Regions from separate parts of the Gossypium hirsutum genome. Here region 1 is linked to region 2. Evidence: chromatin contacts called from public Hi-C data. All regions are on one chromosome and are shown on one strand. The core of a region is the stretch at or near the end of the contact, and the rest is flanking DNA. Distances in the headings are between cores, read along the strand shown. Region 1 holds the start of LOC107886677 (G-type lectin S-receptor-like serine/threonine-protein kinase At2g19130). Region 2 holds the start of LOC107888113 (transcription factor MYB41).

Evidence for each region. A called contact is a pair of places that touch in the nucleus more often than the background predicts.
Region 1: a Hi-C map of seedling shows a contact between it and region 2, with 2.5 times the contacts expected there. The contact joins the promoter of LOC107886677 here to the promoter of LOC107888113 in region 2. A contact is called at or near these places in 4 of 34 Hi-C or Micro-C datasets (hypocotyl, leaf and seedling).

Annotation. Positions count from the first base shown.
Region 1 is chrA03:106,859,943-106,867,306 of Gossypium_hirsutum_v2.1, reverse strand. It overlaps LOC107886677 (G-type lectin S-receptor-like serine/threonine-protein kinase At2g19130), which reads left to right and starts at 1,391. Exons shown (of 1, transcript XM_016810722.2): 1 at 1,391-4,198. The coding sequence starts at 1,482. The coding sequence ends at 3,947. LOC107886678 (exonuclease V, chloroplastic) reads right to left here. Exons shown (of 6, transcript XM_041101092.1): 6 at 6,152-6,600. The coding sequence ends at 6,595.
Region 2 is chrA03:106,596,847-106,604,104 of Gossypium_hirsutum_v2.1, reverse strand. It overlaps LOC107888113 (transcription factor MYB41), which reads right to left and starts at 1,650. Exons shown (of 3, transcript XM_016812261.2): 1 at 1,329-1,650; 2 at 1,114-1,243; 3 at 89-1,024. The coding sequence starts at 1,461. The coding sequence ends at 259.

The DNA of each region.
Region 1 (7,364 bases), core at 142-2,641, 260 kb before region 2:
CCCATGACAAATAGTTCTTGCCTAATATGTGAAGAGCCGCAAATTTAAGAAATTAGAATAAGAAGTGATACCTATAAAATTGACCAACTTTGTTCTTTTTAAATTGTTTAATACTGAAAACCTAATGGTGGTTTATAAGTCTTAATAGTTATTTGTATGTAGGATCAAACTTTACTTTCTATATAATACCAATAAAAAAATAGTCATATTGATAATGTGTTATAAAAAAATTAAGAAAACAATAGTAAATAGTAAAAGGTAAATGAAAAGTTTAGGAGAATTTTTCTCGTATTCAAATTTCACTTACAATGAACTTTATTTATAAGTTTATTTACATTCAATGAAGCAAATGTGCCTTAAGTGTTTCATTGAAACATCTAGGTTACTCTCATATTTATAAATGAACTAGAGAATTTTATCTTATCACTTTAATAAAAGTTTAATGGGGTTATAGATATTCATTGTCAATTATTTACAATATATTTTTATTTTCTAAATACACAAAACACAAGAAAAGAGAGAAAATATAAAAAAATTGTCAAACAAATTCAAAAAAATCTTAAATATATGGAAAGTTATATAAAATTTCTAGAAATTAAAAAAAAATTATTTTACAAAAAACAATTAAGCATTTGTATGAGAGTGCTTCACGCCACCTTTTTTTTTCTTTAATGGCATTAATGGTTAGGACAAACTGATATAAAAGTTTAAGTACTAAATTGATATAAAAATTCTTAAATATCAAAAATAATAATTAGGTAACTTCGAAGATAAGTAATATATTAATCCAACTTTATTTGAAGAGTGTTAAAAAATTTACTCAAGGATATTTGTTTATTTTTAATAAATAATTCATGTTTATCTAGATATTTTAGAGAAGCCGACAGCAGGTCTAATGGAGTTCCGTTAATCTTTTTTTTTTTTTGGATAAAATCTAACTTCATGAGTTTTTATAATTCATATAGAATTACTATTTTAATAATTTCCGAATTTAATAAGTAAATTAAATTATATAAATCTAAATTGTCATCATATATTGAAGCACTTGGATTTAAGGTAGACAGAGGTAAGCTTTGCAGGTGTAAAACCAACGAACAGCACTGGAGTAAATCATAAGTATATGAAAGAGGGGGGAAGAAGTGCTACGCGGTCCAGTTGACCTTTTCAAAACAACCTATTCCTTTGACTTTCCTCCTCGATTTGTATTATCGATGACCGAGAATGATTAATAGCTCATAGCTGTAGTCGAAAGGCACTGCTGTTTCGATACGAGGTTACTAAAATGCCCATGTTCTGTAAGGAAAAAAACAAAGGCCATACTTGTCTTTTCCACTAGCTTTGATTGAGATGCAACAATAAAACTACCCCCCATAGCAGCCATTAATTCCTCACGACATGTTTTGTCTCGTGTTTTAAATAGCCTTTTGAATTGTCCTCTGAAATATCTGTGTTTTCCCCTGCCACGAAATCCTCTTACAACCATGGAGCCATGGCTCAAGCTTTCTGTACTAGTCTTTATGTGGTTTTCTTTCAATAGCCAACTCTCCTTAGGGGCAGACACCATCTCAGCAAATCGGTCTCTCTCCGGTAATCAGACCATTGTTTCATTGGGTGGAAACTTCGTGTTGGGCTTCTTCACACCAGGTAAGTCTTCCAACTACTACATAGGCATATGGTACGGCGGCAAGGTCTCTGAACAGACCCCAGTTTGGGTTGCAAACAGGGAGACACCAGTCCGTGATACACAATCTTCAGAACTAAAATTATCTGATGGTAACTTGGTTTTGTTCAACGAGTCCAAAGTACCAATTTGGTCCACCAATATTAGCTCAAGCAGCTCAAGTTCTGTAGTAGCAGTCCTTGAAGATAGTGGGAATCTTGTTCTAAGAGATGGTCCCAATTCAACAACACCTTTGTGGCAAAGTTTGGATCATCCCACACACACATGGCTTCCCGGTGGTAAGATTAGCTTAAATAAACGAACCAATCAAAGTCAACTTCTTATTTCATGGAAAAATTCAGAAGATCCTGCGCCGGGTCTCTTCTCTCTGGAGCTAGATCCCGAAGGAACCAATCAATATTTGATTCTGTGGAATAGGACCAGACAATACTGGACGAGTGGACCTTGGGATGAACAAGCAAGGATTTTCACTTTAGTTCCAGAAATGAGATTGAATTATATCTACAACTTCAGCTTTCATTCAGACGAAAACGAGAGTTATTTTACTTATTCGCTTTATAATCCTGATACCATATCTCGATTTGTTATGGATATTTCGGGGCAGATTAAGCAACTGTCTTGGTTGGAAGGTAGCAAGGAGTGGAATTTGTTTTGGTCACAGCCGAGACAACAATGCCAGGTTTATGCTTATTGTGGGGCTTTTGGCAGCTGCACCGAGGGAGGTTTGCCTTTCTGTAATTGTTTGAGAGGTTTCCATCAAAAGTCGCAATCCGCTTGGAATCTGAGCGATTTTTCTGATGGGTGTGAAAGGACAACCAAGCTGCAGTGTGAGGAGAATCGCACCCTTACTAATGGAAAGCCTGATAAATTTCTAACAAGCCCCAACGTGAAATTGCCTCAAAATGCTCAGCCTATGACCGCTACGAGCATATCGGAATGTGAATCAACCTGCCTTCAGAATTGCTCTTGCACTGCTTATGCTTATGACAGTGATGGGTGTAGAATTTGGATAGGCCAACTCTTGGATCTGCAACAACTTGCGGATGATGCTAGCGATGGCAAAACTCTATATCTCCGATTAGCGGCATCTGAATTTTCCAGTTCCAGCAACAATAATGGAATCATTATTGGAGCAGCTGCAGGGTCGGTGAGTTTAGTCCTGGTCCTTGTAATATTTGGAATCTGGAGATGGAGGCGGCGGACAACGATAAACCCGAAAGCTGTTGAAGGCTCGCTTCTAGCTTTCGGATATAGGGATTTACAGAGTGCAACCAAGAATTTCTCTGAAAAGCTTGGGGGAGGAGGCTTTGGTTCTGTTTTCAAAGGAACGTTGCCAGATTCGAGTGTCATCGCTGTGAAGCAGCTTGAGAGCATCAATCAGGGAGAGAAGCAGTTCCGCACAGAGGTCAGCACAATTGGGACGATCCAGCATGTTAATCTAGCGCGGCTTCGAGGGTTCTGCTCTGAAGGTACAAGGAAGCTGTTGGTGTATGATTACATGCCAAATGGTTCTTTGGATGCCCATCTTTTCCATGAAGAGAAATCTAAAGCTTTAACGTGGAAAACAAGGTACCAGATTGCACTTGGTACGGCTAGAGGCTTAGCTTATCTTCATGAGAAGTGCAGAGATTGTATTATTCACTGTGACATCAAGCCAGAGAACATTCTCTTGGATGCTGAATTCTGTCCCAAAGTCGCAGATTTTGGCCTGGCAAAGCTTATTGGGCGGGACTTCAGCAGGGTCCTGACAACTATGAGAGGGACAAGGGGCTATCTTGCACCCGAGTGGATTTCAGGAGTCCCGGTTACAGCTAAAGCTGATGTCTACAGCTACGGGATGATGTTGTTTGAGTTTGTGTCAGGAAGGAGAAACTCTGAACAATCTGAAGATGGCAAAGTTAGATTCTTTCCGACTTTGGCTGCTAGCGTAATGACCCAAGACGATGATGTGCTTACCCTATTAGACCCCCAATTGAATAGAGATGCCCCTGAAGAAGAGCTATCAAGAATATGTAAAGTGGCTTGTTGGTGTGTGCAAGATGATGAAGCTCGCAGGCCATCAATGGGTCAAGTAGTTCAGATCCTGGAGGGTGTTTTGGATGTGAACCTGCCTCCAATTCCGAGGTTTCTACAAGTGTTTGGGGACAATTCGGACCATGTAGTCTTCTTCACAGAGTCATCTTCGAACCAGAGTTCACAGACACCGAGCTACACCTCAACTGCGTCTTCTCAGGCTAAGAGTAACACATCATCAATGAGTTCATGAATCTTGAAAAACATTTTCCGGAAATAAGTTAGGGTAGTTTGGTTTCATCATGTGTATATATGTTGTAATTTCAGAGCTGTTTTTACATTATTTTTCTAATTCGCAAGCCATTCCTATTAATAGTTGCTTTCTTTATGGAGATTGGAGCATGTTGCTTGCATAATTTGAGCGAAGCATTGCTTCATAGCATGCGATATATAAATGTAACATGGTATGCATGTTTCTATGGTTATAAAGCTTTGTTTTAAGTATAATTGTTTGTTACCTTATTTTTTAGTGATAAATTGTGTAACATCTGAGACATTGGTTTGTATCGGTAATTTAGTGACAACAATCAAAATTTACTTCTTATATCAATCATGCATTGAAACAATTAATATAAAAATCTTCATCAAAATTTTATTATAGTTTCTTGAAGCAAATTAAGAGACGTATTATAGTGTAACTAATAGTAATACGTAATCTAAACCATTGGATAAGCTTTGAATTCACCCATCCCGTAATGTGACCGATGCTAGAGCTTACTTGCGAGTTGCCGGTCTTATTATTGAATTGCAATATATATATTTTATACGTATCGCATTTTCTTCAATAAATATTACTGTTGTTGTAGCCACCGCTGTGAATTATCTTGCAGTTGTAGCTATGAAGACCAAGGAAGTTAGTGGACGCCTGGTTCATGTTTTCAGTGTTGTTATTGCTCATGTGTTTGTCTTTACGAACCCAAGTCTGCTTTGCAGTTGATACCATCTCCAGAAACCAATCTCTTTCTGGTTATAAAACCATTGATTCAGCTGGAGTCTTCCAGCTTGGTTTCTTCAGACCAGGAATGTCTTCCAACTATTATATAGAGATGTGGTTCAAAAAAGTGTCCCCGCTCACTATAGCTTGGGTTGCAAACAGGGATAAACCTATCCATGATATATATTCATCGGTTTTGAAAATCTCTGATGGTAACTTAGTTCTGTTCAATGAGTCTCAAGTGCCAATAGGTCTACAAATGTTAGCCCAGGCTCAGGCTCAGGCTCAGCCATCTCAAGTTCTATAGTAGCAGTTCTTTTAGATGATGGGAATCTTGTTTTGAAAGACTATCTGAATTCATCGGCAATATTGTGGCAAAGTTTTGATCATCCAACGGACACCTGGCTCCCGGGTAGTAAGCTTAGATTAAATAAACAGACAAAGCTGATGTTTACAGCTTTGGAATGATGCTTTTGGAACTTCTATCAAAAAGGAGAAACTGCCAACACACAATTGATGAAGAAGGTGCATTCTTTCCAGTTTGGGTTGCTAGACAATTGATTGAACGCACGGATCTCCTCAAACTCTTAGATAGCAGACTGAATGGAGATGCCAATTTAGAAGAACTCTCAGGAACATGTAAAGTAGCTTGTTCGTGTATCCAAGATCTGAAATCCAAAGGCCATCGATTGGTGGAGTAGTTCAAATCCTGGAAGGGGTTATGGATGTAAGCCTGCCCCTATTCCACGATTTATACAAGAAATTAGTGATGACCAGGAGAACATATTTTTCTTACCTGACTCAACGATAAGCTGTTCACAGGCCCAGGCCATACTTTAGTTGTTGCTACTCTAAGTAAGAGCATTTCATTCTGAATGAGTTCATGAGCCTAGAAAACAATATGCTAAAAGCAAATGCATGATGTCTATATTTGGCAGTGAATATAGCTTACACTTACCTTAATTCCTAGGAGGGTAATTAGCACAAGCATCATGGTTTCGGACACAGTGGCTATCGTGTACTTGTTAACTATCCATATTCATAGTTTGAGCAACCTTGACTCATCAAATAAAATATGTATCAAACTAGAGATTTAAGAATCAGAGTTTATATTATGGTGTGAAGCAAAAACTTCCTGCTAATATATAGTCATAATTCATATTAAAGGGCTTAGTAGCATATTGTCTTTATTCTAGATGAAAGAAGGCAACAATTAGGAGAAAAATGAGTCAATGTTGTTAATTCAATATAGCCACACACAAAAGGAATAATACAGTGGAAAATGGAAATGGAAAAAGAACAAACATAGAATACATCATGCTAGTATTTCGAAACTGCTAGAAAACACAACAAAGATCTTGGTAATATACTTTCCTAAAACGGTAGCCAAAACTAGGTATCTATAGATCCTAATCGATTTCAATATGAATAATAAATTTAATATAGAAATCCTTAAACTCAAGTTTTAATAAAAATCTGTATAATTCATAAATAACAATTAACTGTATAAATTACAACAATTGTTCACCTAGTCCTACATACATTTTTGGAGCAAATTTTACAGCAATTCTTGCAACCTATGAATGTTTACATAAGAAGTAAATAAGAAAAAATGTAGAAATATAATCTATACATTTAGGATTGAACTGTCTACTATCATTTCTAGCTTGAAGAGCTGCCATAATCAGAGCTAGAAGAAGAGCCTCGCGGAATTTTAGGAAATGGGTTTCCAGAGCAAATTGAAGCAAATTGACAATGGCGACACTTCCAACGTTCTTCTTGCGGGGTGTAACTGGCTTCTCGTTCACCTAACCAGAATTCAAGATTGCTTTGAATTTGTCTTTTGAGCCAATCAGGATCATATGCAAATTCATCTTCACCCAGCACTGACTGATCTTTTTGTAGTTCATATCTGCTTCAAAGCAACCACATCATACAGCTCGGTGAAAAAAAGGTTTACATATAACTCTAGCTAAGTTGGTTCACGTAGTTATTCTTGAAAAGTAACATCCAACAAATCAAGGTTCTTCTTAACTTTCCTATTCCTCCGTTGCAACAAAATGAATATATCTCGTATGATAAATTCTATTGAGTTCCCACCATAAAAAGTTTACTAATAGGGCTTCTTGTCTTAATATAACAAAGGTTTCTTAACTTTCTGATAAGCTGTAAAAGTAACATATTTTAAGTCATTCTTAATGCATTTTTGGATGATTAATGATGTAAATTAATGAATTTGATGCTCCTAATCCTTTAAATTCATGTTTCTATACTTCGGAGAGCATTTGGGAGCAAAAGGAGCGAAAAACGAGCCAAAATCGGACGAATAGAGCTGTTTCCAGGATCCACACAGCCTGGGCATTTCTACACGGACTTGCCTTTGTTGTAATTATAGTTAGTTTAGTGACCATCACTTTCCTATTATATTTATGTTATTGTCAAGACAGTTGTAAGAGATATCAGTGAAACAGAAATTAAAGTGGCATCGGAGCACTCAAGGCTGTTAAGTGTCAAAATATATTTTAACATTTAGCTGTTTCTGGTTTGACTTCAATCTCAGCAACTGTCAAAACAGACCATGTTTTACAAAACTGAATCAAAGGCCCCATATAATTTTTGAAAACAATTGTCCATTTTATTCCATCTATCATATCCTCAATGTTATCATGTCACTGG
Region 2 (7,258 bases), core at 401-2,900:
AATTTTCAATTTTATTCAAATGCTTAAAATTAAAATACATTCAATTTTGAAAAGAGAAGTAGAAAGATAGACCATTAATAAAAAATGGTGGAATAAAAAGAAAACTAATTCATATTTTCATCAACATAGTAGTAAAAAGAAATTACAAACCAAAACCAAAAGCCACTAAAAAGGGGTTTTAAAGAATAAACAAAAACCATTAACAATGATGGTGCATTTAGTTTACAAGTCCAAACCAAACTATAAGCTGTAAATTATTTACATAAAATCATTGATATCCAAGCCCTCCGGTATTTCAAACTTAAGCAAGCTGCTAAAGCTTTCTCTCTCGTCATCGGTACTGCTGCTGTTCACGAATGTAGATGATGAGTTCAAAGGCGTTGGACTTGATATCGCCGACGACCTCACCGAATCAAAGCTGCCATCCACTGATTGGAAATTGGAAGTTTCAGACAGAATGGGAACTGTAGGATTTGTGCTGCACTGCACGTAATGTGGTTGCGCAGCAAATTCATTGGTTAAAGTGGAAGTTGTCAAAATTTCTTGGGAATTTGGGTAGCTGAAGTTCGTCATATCGGAAGACAAAAAGCCTTCTCCGGAGGCTTGTATGAGTCCTGTTTGGCTTAGCATCGAAGTACAACAAGGGACGGTGGACGTGGTGGTGCAAGCTGAAGCAGTTTGAATGGGAGCTTGTAACGAGGGGTCTAGATTTAGTTGGTTTTGTTGGAGATATTGCATCAGCATTTCTGGGTTTTCTTGTTTTAGAGACAAGAGGGTGTTTGCTAGGCTGAGCAGTTGGGGATTTAGGAGAGCTTGTGTACCTAACAAGTTTGACACATTGAGAAGAGATTGGTTGCACAAAGTTGAGCTGATAATGGAAGAAAGGTCAAGCAAATCAAGGCGTGGAGCATGTGTCACTGGATCGATCCCATTCCTTAGAAGCCTTTTCCTGATATGGGTGTTCCAGTAATTCTTAATTTCATTATCGGTCCTTCCTGGCAATTGACCCGCAATAGCCGACCACCTGATATATTCACAACAAAAATTAGGAAACTGTCTAAATTCCAACATCTTCATTAATATGAAAACCATTACCAAACTGAGGCAACCTACTTGTTCCCCAAGATACCGTGTAGTTGAATTATAGTTTCTTCTTCTTCAAATGAGAACCTTCCTCTCCTGATATCAGGTCTAAGGTAGTTCGTCCATCTGAGACGGCAACTCTTCCCACATCTTTGGAGACCTAAACAGTTTGAAATAAAAGCATGATCAGAGGCTGGAGGGATTGAATTCAAGTGGAGGCGAGGAGAGATCAAATAATTGCATACCGGCATTCTTAGGGAGAGTACGCCAGTTTCCTGGTCCATGAACCTGAATATAGTTAGTAAGCTTAAGATCTTCCTCGGGAGTCCAGGGACCTTTCTTGAGGCCACTTTTGTCACAGCAAGGTGTTCTCCCCATTGGTTTTCCTTTGGATAAGTTAAGTTTCAAAGTATGTAGCACTTTACGTGAAGGAGTGAGACTGGGAGGGGAAGGCTTGAACGAAAACAATGAGAAATTGATGTGTAACTTGTCTATCCTAAAGGAACCATAGACCTCCACATATATATATAAAGAGTTGGAAACAAGATGGGTACCATGATTGAAGTCAATGGAATTTGGCGCCGGCCTTCTGACACAAGCCTTTTTCTCTACGTATTACGTAATAGCTCCAATTAAATGTAATTCATCCACATGTAATAGGGTTGTAAAATGGGAGCGTACGACTGCCCTGCATCATCAGTAAAACATTGAGATATTATTTTATATCATTCATAATATAATTTTTCGTAAAACATAATACATTATTATTGAAATAAAATAAAAAATAATTTCCTGCATTATTATAAGTAAATGATAATATAATATACTATTATTGTTGAATAAAATAAAAAATGATGTAAGAGTTACAAATAAATATTAATAACTTTATTTAAATAATAATCAATTATTACAAATATTTTAAAACCCTAAATTCAACACCCCAATCTCTTAAACTCTAAACTCAAAAGATATTAACATTTATTAATAATAATTAATTAATATTTAAGTAAAATTATTAGTATTTTTGTATAACTCTTTCATGATATTTTATTTTATTTTTATGATAAAATATTATATTATTATTTTATAAAAATATATGAAATTCGTACACGAAATATTATTTATGGTAAAATTTAAAAAAGAAAAAAGAAAAAGTGAGAGTATATAATGAAATTAAGATAGTTTACTTAAAAACCACACTTAACTCACAGTGTGTCATTAATGATAGACTCAGGGACATTAAATTTATTATATTATGTTTGTTCTTTTTTACTTGTTACCCGTAGAAGCGGTTTCAATACAAACTCTATTAAAAACGAATTTCTCTTCAACCTTTGACGAGTTTCGACCAAAAGAAAATAAAATTTGACGGCTAGGGTTTCTTCCAATATCATCAACTCTTTAAGGTGTATTTTTTACAAATATATATATATATTCATAATTTTTAAATGTTTGAAAATATATTTTGAGCCATCGGATATAATGCTTTTAGGTTAATTATAGCTTCATGAAGCTGTAGAAATACTTTAGGTAGTTGAAGAACAACATAAATAATTAACGAAATTTTAACTTTATGTATTCAAATTTTAGTTATTCTTCGAAAAAAAAATTCATTTGGTTGAAATTTTTTTTTGAAGTAAAGTGATATTGTATCAATATGGAACAAACAGAGAACGATGCTGTGAAGAGGAGCCATATGATATCGTGACGATGAATATAAGGGAGAAGCAAAAACGATGCCACGACATGGCGACGTGTCATGAAATTTTTTCGGTTTTCTTCTCCTAGTTAAACTCCAAGTATTTGTTTCAGTCATTAATGTTGATTATTTTAATATTTTTGACCTATGAATTTAGTCTATAAATAGACACTTTTCTATCTTAGAAAGATTGAACTCATTTTACATTTAGGTATTAGTTTTTACAAGCTTTCAGAGAATTTTGTATTTATGTTATGAGGATTCTTATTTAGTGTTTCGGGATTTAGTTTTATCTCCATATTTGTACTATTCTTTTTTGCCATTATAGTGAAATTATCTTTACCCATAATTTTTTATCATTTTTAAAAAAAGATTTTCATTTAAAATATTTGTGTTTGATATTTTTATCTCATTTATTATTTCATTTGTTGGTTGATTTATCGAGTTTACAAACACTTTTCCTTGCTCCGAAATCTTTGACTAAAATTTCATTCCAGATATATGCATCTAAAATCCATGTGAATACTTTGGGTGTGTATTTTACACACTATAATGGAAGCTTCATTGCAATTCTATTGATTAATTATTTAATTTAGTTGTTGAGTTAATTATTTATTTAAAAATAATATATAATATTACATAATTCAATTAAATATAAATTATTTCACTTTTTTAGAAAATTTTCAGTTTATGTAGGGCAAATCTAGGGGGCTGGCAGGGCCCTGGCCTCGGCCTCCCTTAAAATGTAAAATTGTTATTTAGACTCTTGAGATTTTTTAAAAATTTTAAATTAGTAAAGGTAAAATTGCACTTTGACCCCCTTAAAATTATAAAAATTTAATTTAATCCTTTTAAAATTATAAAGATATAAACCATAAAAAATTAAAATTTCGTCCGACCCCTACAAAATTATTCTGACTTCACCCCTAAATTTATATAGTCACGTTTTTTAAGAAGAAACATTTTTGTCAAAAAGGTAATTGAGTGAAACTATAATCTTATAGTGCCTGTTTTTAGTCAAATTATTCTAATGACTACCCAACCATAACTTACCAGAGAAGCAATACATCAATATTCTTGACGTTTGCAATTGATTAATAAAAACGATATTTTTTATATTAATCAAAATTAAGGGTGTGTTTGAATAATATATAATGATTAGATGAAAATGTAATTATTAAGTAATTTTTACAAGTTTTGTAAATGTGTTTGGTTTATAGAGTTCGTAATTTCTTATATCATGTTTGATAGTATAAATTATAATTGCACTACATAAGTTTTGAATTCTAAAAAATTAATTAATATAAAAATATTGTTAATACTTGAGAAAAAGAAAATCCTTTATACAAATGATATAACTCAAAAAATTAAATCATAGTATATAATATGTTAGTCTAAGAAAGTATTTGATAATATGATTATGAATAAAACTAATAAGAAAATAAACATTTTATGTAAGTATTCTATATTTGTTAGGTTATTCTCTCTCTAACATTAAGCATATATTTTTTGTCATAATCAATTAATTTTTGATCAAGTACAAATAACTAATAACAAACACTATATAATTTAGTTAATTATTTAGTTGGTCAAAATGTACCAGAAATCATTTTTCATTCTTATTGCTATGATTTCATTTTTCGTTAAAATTAAATAAACTTTTAAATATATTTTAAAAATAAGATATATATATATATGTAATTTTTGAATTTATTCACATTAATGTGTTAACCAAGCATAAAAGAAAAGCATAAGCAAAAAATGAAGCAGGAAATTACAACCAATTATTGAAAATTCAAATGGAAGTGATTCCAATTTCATATTTTTGTTTGTCCAACAACTAGAACCTATTTATGGAATATTAAAGACTAACACAAAACATCCAATTTTAACATTAGATGTTCTTCAACAATAATACAGGTGACAGCTTCCCTAATTGAAATCACCACTCTATTTTGGGCACGTAGCATGCAGCTCAAGGTTTTGTCCACTCACAACAACATACATAAAGTCAACAATCCTCTAATTTCTTGTCCTTTTTTTCTTATTTGAGTGTAGTAATGTTTTTAGTGGTGGTGCTTCATTTTGACATTTTTTACTCTGAAAAAAGGGGGAAGGCATAAGTTGGCTTTTGTGCAGAAGCTAAGGTTTATGGGCAATACTGAATTCAAAGTCATTGAGAGTGAGGTGCATAATTTCATCCACCCCTATCTAACATCAAACCAATTGGTCAAATGCCTTTATATATACCTATTTATCTGCATAATCAGACCCCGTTGCTTTTGAATTTATACATCTTTGTTTTGGGTATCCCCTCGAAAATATGAACATAAAATTATGTATTTTCCACTCTATTAAACTTAAATTGGACTATAGGAGTGACGATGAATGCTGTAATCATGGTAGAAGTAGTTTGAACGGGAAACTTATCATAACGTTTGGCAATTGGTACGGGTGATTTCCAATATAAATAATTTTATTTTAAACTATTTTTCAATAGCTTTTTGCTAGATCGTAAAACAAGATGTTGAATCGTAAGTAATCTCCAGTCTCCCCGTTGCTGGTCTAGCAACATCTCACTTTCCAGATAACCATTTAGCATGATGAGGTGATGACGCATGCACGCTCTCATTATATGATTTTGTTAACCCACATTTCGGACTGCTCATAGATTTTGATCCTGATTTCCCATATATATTTTATACATGTGGCTGCGGTGTAGCTCGCCCCATGATTAGTTTGGTCACAATCGATTTCCTTTTAAAGTATTGTTTAATAAATTAATTGAGTGGATGATGCTTACATACTCGACACATGCAAAGCTAATTACTTGTCGCAAATCTAAGGTTTGCTTCTGCCTCCAATCCACATCCACGTCTCTAAAGTTGACCAATCATCTATTTTAACAATGTGAAGTGTATTTCGTAGTTATACAAGCAAGTTTTTTTTGTTAATTTCTTGTTGGATGGTGTCCAAGAACTACAACCAACTTTGAATACTATTATACCTTTTGGAAGCATTTTTAAGAGTTCACATCTGTTGAATGTACTTTTTAGGGTTTGAAATAAATTTACTACGGTTAATGGCACATGAGTGTACGAAACCCATAGACCATTATTGAACGCACACTTTTTTCTTATGGCACTTCTTAGGCATACAAAAATTTCAAAATGAATTAGTGAATTGGGTTATTAAGGTAATGTATAAATGTATATCAAATATAACTTTTTAATAATATTTTTACTTTAATAAATAAAACAAGTATTGATGTGATAAACTATCCCTTGGATGGGTACATCATGTGGGTTGTTTGGATTTTCGGGGACGTGGATAAGGGTCATGATGCAGGTGTAGGGAAATGGTGCAACAATTACACGTAGATGATTATGTAGGTATATATAATAAATATTATTTTTGTATGGCTTAAGATATGGCCAACTAAAACCTTTTCTTATTTAAAATATAAGAACGAAGATTCTAGATGTAGTTTGGGAGGCGGTAGCTAGATCACTCAAAACATGAGTGGGCTAGCTAGTTCTCCAATTCCCCTAGTAATTTTTTCAAAAATTTTTTTTTAGAATCCAAGTATCTTTTATATTAATTTTATTATATATGTGGGGTGTATTTTGTATTTTCGGAGAAACAGATGATGGCATCGTGACAAAGAGGATTATGATGTTTCAACGACGTGACTCGGGATGTCACAACGAGGCAAAAATGATGTGACGACATGTTCTCCTATTTGGTTGCCGTGTTTTAGACTTCAAGCAAAACTTCTTCTCCCAAGTAGACTCTGATTATTTTAGGGATATTTTAGTATAATTGGAACTCTAATCTTAGCCTGTTTAAAGGGACCTTATATCCCTCTTTTGTGATCCTAATCAATAAGGGCTTTTTCTTTGAGGGCGACAAGATATAGTCGTATATAAGTTTTGGTAAGAGTTTCATTATAGTTATGGAGAGAATTTTGTTCTCGAGTTAGGACTTTGTTTTCGGGATTTTGGGATTGTACTTTTAAGTTTATTTTCTCAATATTGTATTCTCGTTTGTTTACTCATTAGCGAAAAGTCGAAATTTCTTTTGCCCATGTTTTTTATTCTCTTCAAAAGGTTTTCCACGTAAAATATTTGTGTTCATTCTTTTTTACTTTTTTTTTCATTGATTTTATGGGTCAATCCTCAACAACATGAAGATTAATTTTTCAAAGTTTGTGACTACTCTTAAAAATATTATTTCCAAAATTTAAATTTAACTTCTCTCGATGAGAATGTAATGTGTCTTACTATTATTGTTCCAAATGGTTTTAATACATCCTCTCTAAGCATAAAATGCTTCATTGGTACAAAACATATATTTCTAGGCAAGGACCGTTATACGAAATTCGTCATCTTCATGTATTGGTCTGCTAGGCATTTATGAAACAAGTCGACGACAATACCACATACTACCACGAAAATATTGATGCACGTAGCTGCT